Linked DNA regions of Gossypium hirsutum: region 2 is linked to region 1. Evidence: chromatin contacts called from public Hi-C data. All regions are on one chromosome and are shown on one strand. Each heading gives the region's core, a stretch centred on a gene start, on an enhancer-like site or on the middle of the called end of the contact. The rest is flanking DNA. Distances are from core to core; before and after follow the strand shown.

Evidence for each region. Hi-C and Micro-C count contacts between places; a contact is called where the count stands out from the background.
Region 2: a Hi-C map of leaf shows a contact between it and region 1, with 2.8 times the contacts expected there. The contact joins the promoter of LOC107893634 here to the promoter of LOC107893629 in region 1. A contact is called at or near these places in 2 of 34 Hi-C or Micro-C datasets (both in leaf).

What each region holds. Positions count from the first base shown.
Region 1 is chrA13:76,894,033-76,898,836 of Gossypium_hirsutum_v2.1, reverse strand. LOC107893629 (luminal-binding protein 5) reads left to right here and starts at 2,876. Exons shown (of 8, transcript XM_041085009.1): 1 at 2,876-3,016; 2 at 3,115-3,379; 3 at 3,482-3,693; 4 at 3,801-3,923; 5 at 4,011-4,523; 6 at 4,622-4,776. The coding sequence starts at 2,968.
Region 2 is chrA13:77,176,257-77,181,060 of Gossypium_hirsutum_v2.1, reverse strand. LOC107893634 (tafazzin) reads right to left here and starts at 2,506. Exons shown (of 7, transcript XM_016818674.2): 1 at 2,008-2,506; 2 at 1,650-1,768; 3 at 1,488-1,553; 4 at 1,181-1,378; 5 at 241-359; 6 at 1-53. The coding sequence starts at 2,227.

The DNA.
Region 1 (4,804 bases), core at 1,627-4,126:
TAATGTTTGTCAATACAAGCAATCCTTTAAATTCGTCCTCTCAAGATTGAGACGCTAGTGATTAATTTTGTTTTCAAAATTCACTGAAAGCAACAAAGTTCTTCCATTGATTAAAACCAGTGTTATTAGATTGGTTAGTTGGACTAATTAGATCAAGTACTAGTTGAGGTACTGGTCTAAAGATAGGGGTTGAACCAATTGACCTGTGAACCAATATAGAATAGTTGAACTAAGCTACAAAAACTATTTGACCTGGTTTTGTCTATTTTTTTTATTTTTTTATCTTTTGAATTTTGAATTTATTTATTTAATCAAACCGGAAAATTAATTATTTTGGGAACTGATGGCCTAATTAGTTCAACTATTACTCTAATTCTGAAAACCTTGATAAAAAACATGAAACCCAAGTTACTTACACTTGTAAAAGAAGCCCAAGATAAAAGGAAGAAGAAAGAAAGAAAAATTAATATATAAAGAAAATAGTACTTTTTGTCTTCTTCTTTTTTTTTTCTTTTTTTTTTTGCAATAAGATAATTTTTAATTGGTTATCTTCTTTAATAGACTTAACAATTTGACTAACCTAATAGATGTATCAGCCTGAGAAAAAAATAGTTTAGGTACAATTTAAGACAAAAAAAATGTTTAAGTACCAAAATGAGAAAAATGACATGGTTTAGGTATCGATTTATAGGTTAAACCTTTTTATAAAACAAAACTTAATGGTTTAATGGTTGGACTAACTAAAATGCCAACTTGAGAAAAAAATCAATTTAGGTATTAATTTGTGATTTAAGTTAATATTGAATTTTATAAAAAGTTATATTGAAATTAAATGAGACTTTTATCGAAATGTTCAAATCTCACTATAGTTACTACGCCTATAGAATGTTGAGAATTAGTTACTAGACTCGTTCCAGTAGATAACCGGAAAAATAAAAACCAATAATTTCACTATAGTAATATTTTATAAAAAGATAAAAGGGTTAATATGCCATTTGGTACCTATATTTAGCTTTAATGTTCATTTTAGTGTCCAGGTTTTTTTTTTCCAATTTGGTACCTAAGTTGGCTTCAACGTTCAATTCAGTACTCAAACTAAACAATATCATGCAGGCCAATAAATATTTGACATGTGGACTCTAGTAAAAAAGAATTAATTCATGATTTTGCCCCTAAAGTATACCCATTTTCTTACTTTGGTACCTAAACCTTTTTTTTTGTCCCAATTTAGTACCTAAAGTGTCAATTTCCTCTATTTTTGGTCTACTGTGTAATGGATGTTAGAAAAAAAATTCGTTAGACATATTTGGCCAATGAAAAAGCACCATGTGGCATATTTTGGCCAATGAAAAATGTCACATGACACTTAGATTTATTTAGAATAAAAACATTAAATTTAAATTTAAATTTAAAATAAAAAATTATAATATTAAATATTTAAATATTAAAAAACATTTTTGGCTTTGACCGGCCGTTGACTGGTGTTGATCATCCATGTGGTGTTATTAGAACACGTCTCATGTCCTTTTTTTAATTTTTAGTATTATATATATAGTCTTAAAATTTTAAAAATAATTTTTTATAAAATTCTAAAAAGTCAAAATAATATATAAAAATTAAAAAAATGTTCTAAAAATAAAAATATATATTAAATTTTCAAGTAATTGGAAAAAAAAAGCTTGAAATTTATATAAAATTTTAGATTTCTATATTTTAAAATTATATAATAAAAAAAATTTTTAAACTTTTTTTTACATTTTTGTAATAATATTATTAATTTCAACTAATTTCTTTTCGATTATCGTATTTTTAATAGTTTTTCTATATTTTATATATATTCTAAATATTATATATTTTTATTTTTATTTTTATATTTTTTTTAATGTGTATATCCATTTAATAAACGAAAATATTTATTTTTTAACATAAAGGTATCACGTGATGCTTTGTGATTGGCTATAAAATTTTTTCTTAATGTTTGTTTAAAATGAATTAAAAAATATAATGGAGGCATGCTTTAGATACCAAATTGAGAATTTTAGTGTATTTTAGGCACAAAATTGGGACAAAAAAAATTAGGTATCAAAGTGAGAAAATGAGTATACTTTAGAATAGGGGAGAAGCTAGGGGTTGGCATGGGCCCCGGCCCCGGCCCCCCTAAACTGCAAATTTACTCTTTTGGCCCTTAAAATTTTTTAAAAATTTTAAATTAAAAAAGGTAAAATTACATTTTAACCCCTCTAAAATTATAAAAATTTGATTTAATCATTTACAAATTATAAAGATATAGACTATAAAAAATTAAAATTTTATCCGACCCCTCTAAATATTTATTTTAGCTTCACCCCTGTTTTAGAAGTCAAATCGTAAATTAAGTCTAAAAAAAATATAAATACTTAATTAATATAAAAAAATTAAGTACTAAACTAAACATTGAGTTCAAGCTTAAGCTTAAGTACTTAAAGCTTAGGTATGAAATGAAACATTACTAAATTGAGATACTAAAAAAAAAAACAGAAACCAAATATAGATATAAAACAGTGTATCAACTCAATATAAAAAGACAAAATATTCTTATATTAATATTTGCTGTTAGTAATAGCATTTTAACTTAAATAATAATAAAATGAAATTTTATTATGACTGAAAATTTTGAGTTCTTTTAACCGCTGATCCCGCCATTTCATTCATGAACATTCCTGAGAGCACGGTGAAATTCTACATTTACACGTGTCAAGTTTCAATTGGACATAAGATGTGTTACCTTGCGAGATCGCCAACAGAAAATGCATCGATTTGAAAAGGTGACATTCTATCATTGGGTCGAACACTCTAGCACGGAACACGCCCCCTCTTATATAAATATACTACCCTTTCAACTCGTTTCTTCACTGAACACAAAAGCCAGAGGTTAAAAGTTTAAAAAGTTCGATTTTCCCACTAAATTGCAGAGAATCAAAAGCAGCAATGGTGGCAAAAAACAAGGCGCTTTGGGTTTTATTTCTCTTTATGTCAGGTATATAGAAAGACTTTCTTCTCTTTGCTTAGCTAAAAATTCGTTTTCAATGGAGTTGCTCTGTTTTCCTAGCTTCCTTTGTTTTTGTTGTCAAGCAGAATTCTTATTAGGAATTGCAGTAGCATCAAATGATTCCAAGGTAGGAACGGTGATTGGAATCGACCTGGGCACAACGTATTCATGTGTGGGAGTTTACAAGAATGGTCACGTTGAGATTATAGCCAATGATCAAGGGAATAGAATCACCCCCTCATGGGTTGCATTCACTGATTCAGAGCGTTTGATTGGAGAGGCCGCCAAGAATCAAGCGGCTCTCAATGCAGAACGCACCATCTTTGATGTTAAACGTCTCATTGGAAGAAAGTAAGTAATAAAAGCAAGGTTAAAGTAGTTTGATTATTATTTCAAGTTTCTCCATTTTTTGTGGAGATGAATTGAACTTTGGGTGTTTGGCTTTAATGGTAGATTCAACGACCCAGAGGTTCAAAGAGATATAAAGTTCTTGCCTTACAAGGTGGTCAATAAAGATGGGAAGCCATATATTCAAGTCAAGGTTAAAGGTGAGACTAAAGTTTTCAGCCCCGAGGAAATCAGTGCTATGGTTTTGACAAAAATGAAGGAAACAGCTGAAGCTTACTTGGGAAAGAAGATTAAGGATGCTGTTATTACTGTTCCTGGTATGATTAAAATCTCCTTGTTGTTTTGATCTTTTATTATATGAACTTTAGAACCATTTATTTACATGAAAATGGTTTAATGAATTCTGGGTTTTGATTTTTTGTAGCATATTTCAACGATGCACAAAGGCAGGCTACTAAAGATGCGGGCACCATTGCGGGGTTAAATGTGGCTCGGATCATCAATGAGCCTACTGCGGCGGCCATTGCGTATGGATTGGACAAGAAAGGTGGAGAGAAAAACATTTTGGTTTATGATCTTGGCGGTGGTACATTTGATGTTAGTATTTTAACTATTGATAATGGAGTTTTTGAAGTTCTTTCAACAAGTGGAGACACCCATTTGGGAGGGGAAGATTTTGATCATAGAGTAATGGATTATTTCATCAAGTTGATCAAGAGGAAATATAACAAAGATATCAGCAAGGATAACAAGGCTTTAGGGAAGCTTCGTCGGGAATGTGAAAGAGCAAAGAGAGCATTGAGCAGTCAACATCAAGTTAGAGTTGAGATTGAGTCATTGTTTGATGGGGTTGATTTTTCTGAGCCACTAACAAGGGCAAGATTCGAGGAGTTGAACATGGACTTGTTTAAGAAAACTCTAGGACCGGTGAAGAAGGCTTTGGAGGATGCAAATTTGAAGACGTCTGATATTAATGAAATTGTGCTTGTTGGAGGCAGCACTCGAATTCCGAAAGTTCAACAATTGTTGAAGGACTTATTTGATGGCAAAGAGCCCAACAAGGGTATCAATCCAGACGAGGCGGTAGCCTACGGTGCTGCGGTTCAGGGTGGAATTTTAAGCGGTGAAGGCGGCGAAGAAACCAAGGGTATTGCTACGTTTTCATTGATTTTGCATGAAATTGTCTTGGCTTCGAAATCTTAACAAGATTTCCTCTCTGTTTTATTTTTTTGGTTGATTTTGCAGACATTCTTCTTCTTGATGTTGCTCCCTTGAGTCTCGGCATTGAAACAGTAGGTGGTGTGATGACTAAGTTGATCCCAAGGAACACTGTTATCCCAACTAAGAAATCTCAGGTTTTCACCACATATCAAGACCAGCAATCCACAGTTTCCATCAAGGTAAACCAATCAATGGCAATGGCGAACG
Region 2 (4,804 bases), core at 1,257-3,756, 280 kb before region 1:
CGGTATGCACAAATGGCAGAACAATTGGGGTACTGTCAGCATCTAGAACTAACCTGTATCACCATAACAATGTTTCCAAAAGTTTTTGTTACTAACAAGGAAAGCAACAAATAGGCTAAAAGTTCCTTTTTTTTTTTTGAAAAAATTTAACCCTTTAACACAGATTCCGTCAAGAGATGGGTCTGTTTATTTCCTGATGTGAGAAGATGTAGATTTGCATAGGAAGTTATTTACACTCACCTCCCGACACCTCTCTTAGAAGATCTCACAGTTTTTCCACCATCTCGAGAACGACTACCTTCTGGAAAGATATGAACCCATCCACCAGTATTCAATTTCGAAATGGCCATATCCATGCCCTGCAACAAATTGAATCAAAATGATGAAATGAGCATAAATACCACACATGTTTAAGTAATTAATGAAGGCGTAAACATGCAAGATAAAATCAACATACCGGACTATAAACCTGTTGATGAAAGTCCAAGTATCTCACGTCTAACACATATTACATAACTTATGCATCATATGAAGTTCAAGGAACGGAAAAGGAAACAAAGTCCCTTAAAGGCACTAAACAATATGCATGTAGATTGTATGTACAATCAAACTATTCGACTACATTAGCAATCATACATTTCAAAGACATTCAAAAGCCAATAATATATCCGTCTTCTTTGTTTTCCACCTTCAGTTAAACGTTCCTCATCTCAACAATGTATACCACAAATCGCTATCTTTCCAACCATTTTCACATTGATACACAATCCTAATCAAGGAACACTAGCGATCCGATTTAGTAAAACTAATGATCTGATTAATGTATAGTTTATTATAAGATTATTGGGTAAAACAAAACAATCCACTAACTTCGGAATTGAGAATTGTGTATTTTATATGAACATAAAATTCGTATGTATAAGTTCCAAAAAATAAGGTTTTATGTTCCAATAATCATATTTCATTCCTACTAAACGAACTAGAGAAAACCATACTATCAAATTAGGTTTCATTTAAGTAGCGATTGTGCTCTAATTTTCATTCCCCTTACAAAACATATCCACATTCCTTGTAACATTGATTCTATGCACTTGCATGATGTATACTTATCGACTTGATTCTTACTCAACACACACTGTTCCATACTTGCTAAGAATATGCCAAAATTTAAAAGATGTACCATCTGGTAAATCCCATCACCACGAGAAACTGGCAACACTTTTACAGATCGAAAGAATGCTGACGTCACGGGATTACTGAAGCATCGATCTGATGCACACAGGGTCCATCTCAAGTTCTGAGCATCAAGAAGAACTCTGGGAGGAAGCAGTGAAGCAATGACAAACGGATCATCCACAGAAGCAACATGATTGCTTACCTGCAAAGAAACATTCCTTCATCAGCATAGGACTCAACATAACATAACATAACACCGATGAATGACACAAAAGCGAAAACTGACAAAAAGTAAAAACCATGGCTTATACCGTTATAAGGGGCTTGTTCTTGGGTCTATTAAGCAAAGCATCATGTAATTTTTCAAGGCCATAAACCTGCCACGTTAGAGAACATGCATTAGTTCCTAGAAACTGTGAAATACCTGCAAAGAACACTACAGAATTTTCTCAATCACACAAAAGCGTACGTACTTGGACACGATTGAGACCATTCATGAAAACATGGCAAACATTTCCAATCAAAGGAACCGCAACAGCCTGAAGCATTCGAAAAATAGCTGAATCCACCTCCACGTCAAAGTCTTTACTCACTATAAGACCAGAAACTTAAATTGGTAAGCTAAGAATTCAATTCAAAGAAATTTTTAAATCTTCAAATTATGAAATTAGAAATAACTGAGAGGGCAAAAAGGTCATTTTACTTTCTAACAATTACTTCTTTGCATCCTTTGATAGTAAATTAAAAAAAATTTAAAGGAAATAAAACTGCTACAAAGCAAAAAAATCATAAATAGATCGAAGACATGAAACCCAGCGCAGGAAAAGCGACCTTTTTTACGGTAGAAAGAGGAGGAAGAAGGGAGAGAATCGCGACGGAAGTCGCGGAAGCGACGGAGCCAGCGCTGAACCGAGGAGGAGAAGTAACGATCAGCAAGGACTGAAGGACGGTGGCGATCGACTGCCACCCTGAAGCGCTGCCTGAGCTGGAGTTGCAAAACGCGAGCCTTGTTCTTCCATAGATCGCCTCTGTCTAACCGCTGTACGGCCATTGCGTCGGCTTTTTCCTGGGCAGAGTTCTCAGTTGCGAAATAAAGATTCTTATTTTTACAATCTTTATTTCTTTTGAATTTCCTTTTGATCTGGTGAAAGCAGAGAAAAGCGCGAGTGTAGGGAACGGAACACAAGAAATAAGTGACAAGAAAACGCAGTAGGACTAGGCGGCGAGGTTTTGAGCAAACTTTGGTTTATCCATTAAACCGACCTAACTCCACTTCGGTTAATTTTGCTCGGTTTTTATTGTTAAAAAATGAGGCTAAATACATTATTTGCCCCTATAGTATTCGGTTGTTTCAATTTGGTATTTAAAGAATTTTGAAAAACCATTGACTTTTGTAATGCCGGTAAAAAAACCCGACTATCTCCTCCAACCAATAAATAATCGCCACATTGCACATCTAGATAAAAAATAAAAATAACTTTTAAAATCTTTAATATGATATCTCCAATCCTTTTCAATTTCAATATTGAACAAATTGGTCCCTTTTGAGAAAATCAAAGCAATTTAATCCTTGATAATTTTAAAAAATAAGTAACTAAGAATAATTTATTAACTTAATATTTTTTTGTCAATTTTATATAATTTTGATTGATAGAATAATTAATTTAACCCTCAAAATTTACATATAAATACGGATTAAATTGCTTCGATTTTTTTAAAGAGATTAATCTGCTCAATTTCAAATTTGCTCTTTATGTTTTTTTAGAAGGACCAATTTTCTCCCTTTAAAATATATAAATTATAGAAAATTTAAAAAATATATAAAAAAATTTATCAAATATAAACATTATAAAAATTTATCGAATATTACCAATAATTATTGGATATAGTAATAAGGCATATTACACTTTTAAAAGAAAAAACACATTTAATCTTTAAAAACATTATTTAAAAAACTCCTAAATATGAATAGTAAAACCAACAGAAAAAAGTAGAAAAAAAAATTAACGAATGCTTTTTTTGTTTTTTTTGTAGGTTGAGGTTCCTTGATGGAATCCATGACCATATGTTTTGAGTGAAACTTGTTGGTTAACAGTGCATCAAAAAAAGCTCTCTAAACTATGATAGATATTCTAAATTACTCTTCAAATTTTATAATTTTAATTGAGTCATGATATAAATTATATCCTTCTATCAGCCCAACAGTTAGGCTTGAGGTTAGCTTGGATTTGATATGAACCTTCTTCTTTTTTTCCAAATCGCATGTCCATGATAAGAGTAAATCACCATCCTGCATACGCTATAAAGTAGGTAATCTATGAGACTCAAATCCACATGTAGGCTTTGCTGTCAACACTGTTCCCCATTTTGCAACTTTTTTTTTAACACATTAAATTCAATTAAAATTTGACCCCTCTAATTTAAATAAACTCCACTTCATATATTTTAATTAGCATTTAACACCAAAGTTAGGCTAATGGAAAATTCTAATAAAACATTTTGAAATTTAAAAATCTATCCCAAACTCTTTTCTTCTAGTGATTGCTTGGAACTATGGTCATGTTAATTCATCTCTTAACTTCCTTTTTTTTTTTGAATGAAATTCATCTCTAACTTAGTCAGATTATAGAGGATTGAAAATCCATTAAACTTGAATATGTTAGCATTATTTTTAGATATATGGTATATTCTTATCTTTGAAAATAATATATCTAGTCTTTATCTTATATTTTAAATGGTAGACGTATATGACCGGTGTCATTGAGTTTACAATCCAAGATGATATTTATAAAATACATAATCTATAAACTATTGTAAAGAGAAAGGTCCAACTGGCCTTCTTTTCTTTACACGTACTATTGATTTTCATTCCTTCAACCTTGTAAGAGAAATGGGTCATATTTTATAGCTTTGTTCTTTCTACTATGCCTATATTTTAATTTCTAACATTATTGTATTCCTGCACTTTAAATTAGTTGCTCCTTCTCATTTTTTTGTCCGTGCGTAACTACCTTTGAGGTTTTACAATTGCAAAGCAATCTTGAAAGTTTGAATTGTAACACCTTAAAACTTTTATCCATCGCCGAAACAGAATTATAGAGTATTACCAGTCATTGCAATTCAAATATAAACATTACACAATTAAATAACATACATTTCATAAATTAATCAATCTAATGACCTAACCTATTTATTTTTATAAATACTTTAACCATAATATCCAAATTAATTCAAAAGCCACCATTTGAACCAAATATAAGATTAAACTAATTTCAACCAAAATATACCATTTAATAGCTATAACCCAAAACATATTTATATAAGTACCAATATTAACTTATACCTCATTTACAAACATTATCCAAAATGACCAAGTATAACATCTGATCGTGTGTGAATCGTGATAAGTTTTATAATTTATGAATGTTCATTCTTGAAAACTAGCTATTATCACGACAAAGGCAAGCACACCTTATCGAACAGTAGTATAGCTTATGGTAAGACCGGGATGTCGAACCCAAAGAAACTAAAAGTACTAGTATTAACTTTCTTTTTATTATCTAGCCTAAAAATAAAAAGGGGTTTGTTTTATGTAAACTAATTACTAAACTAAGAATGCACAGAAAGT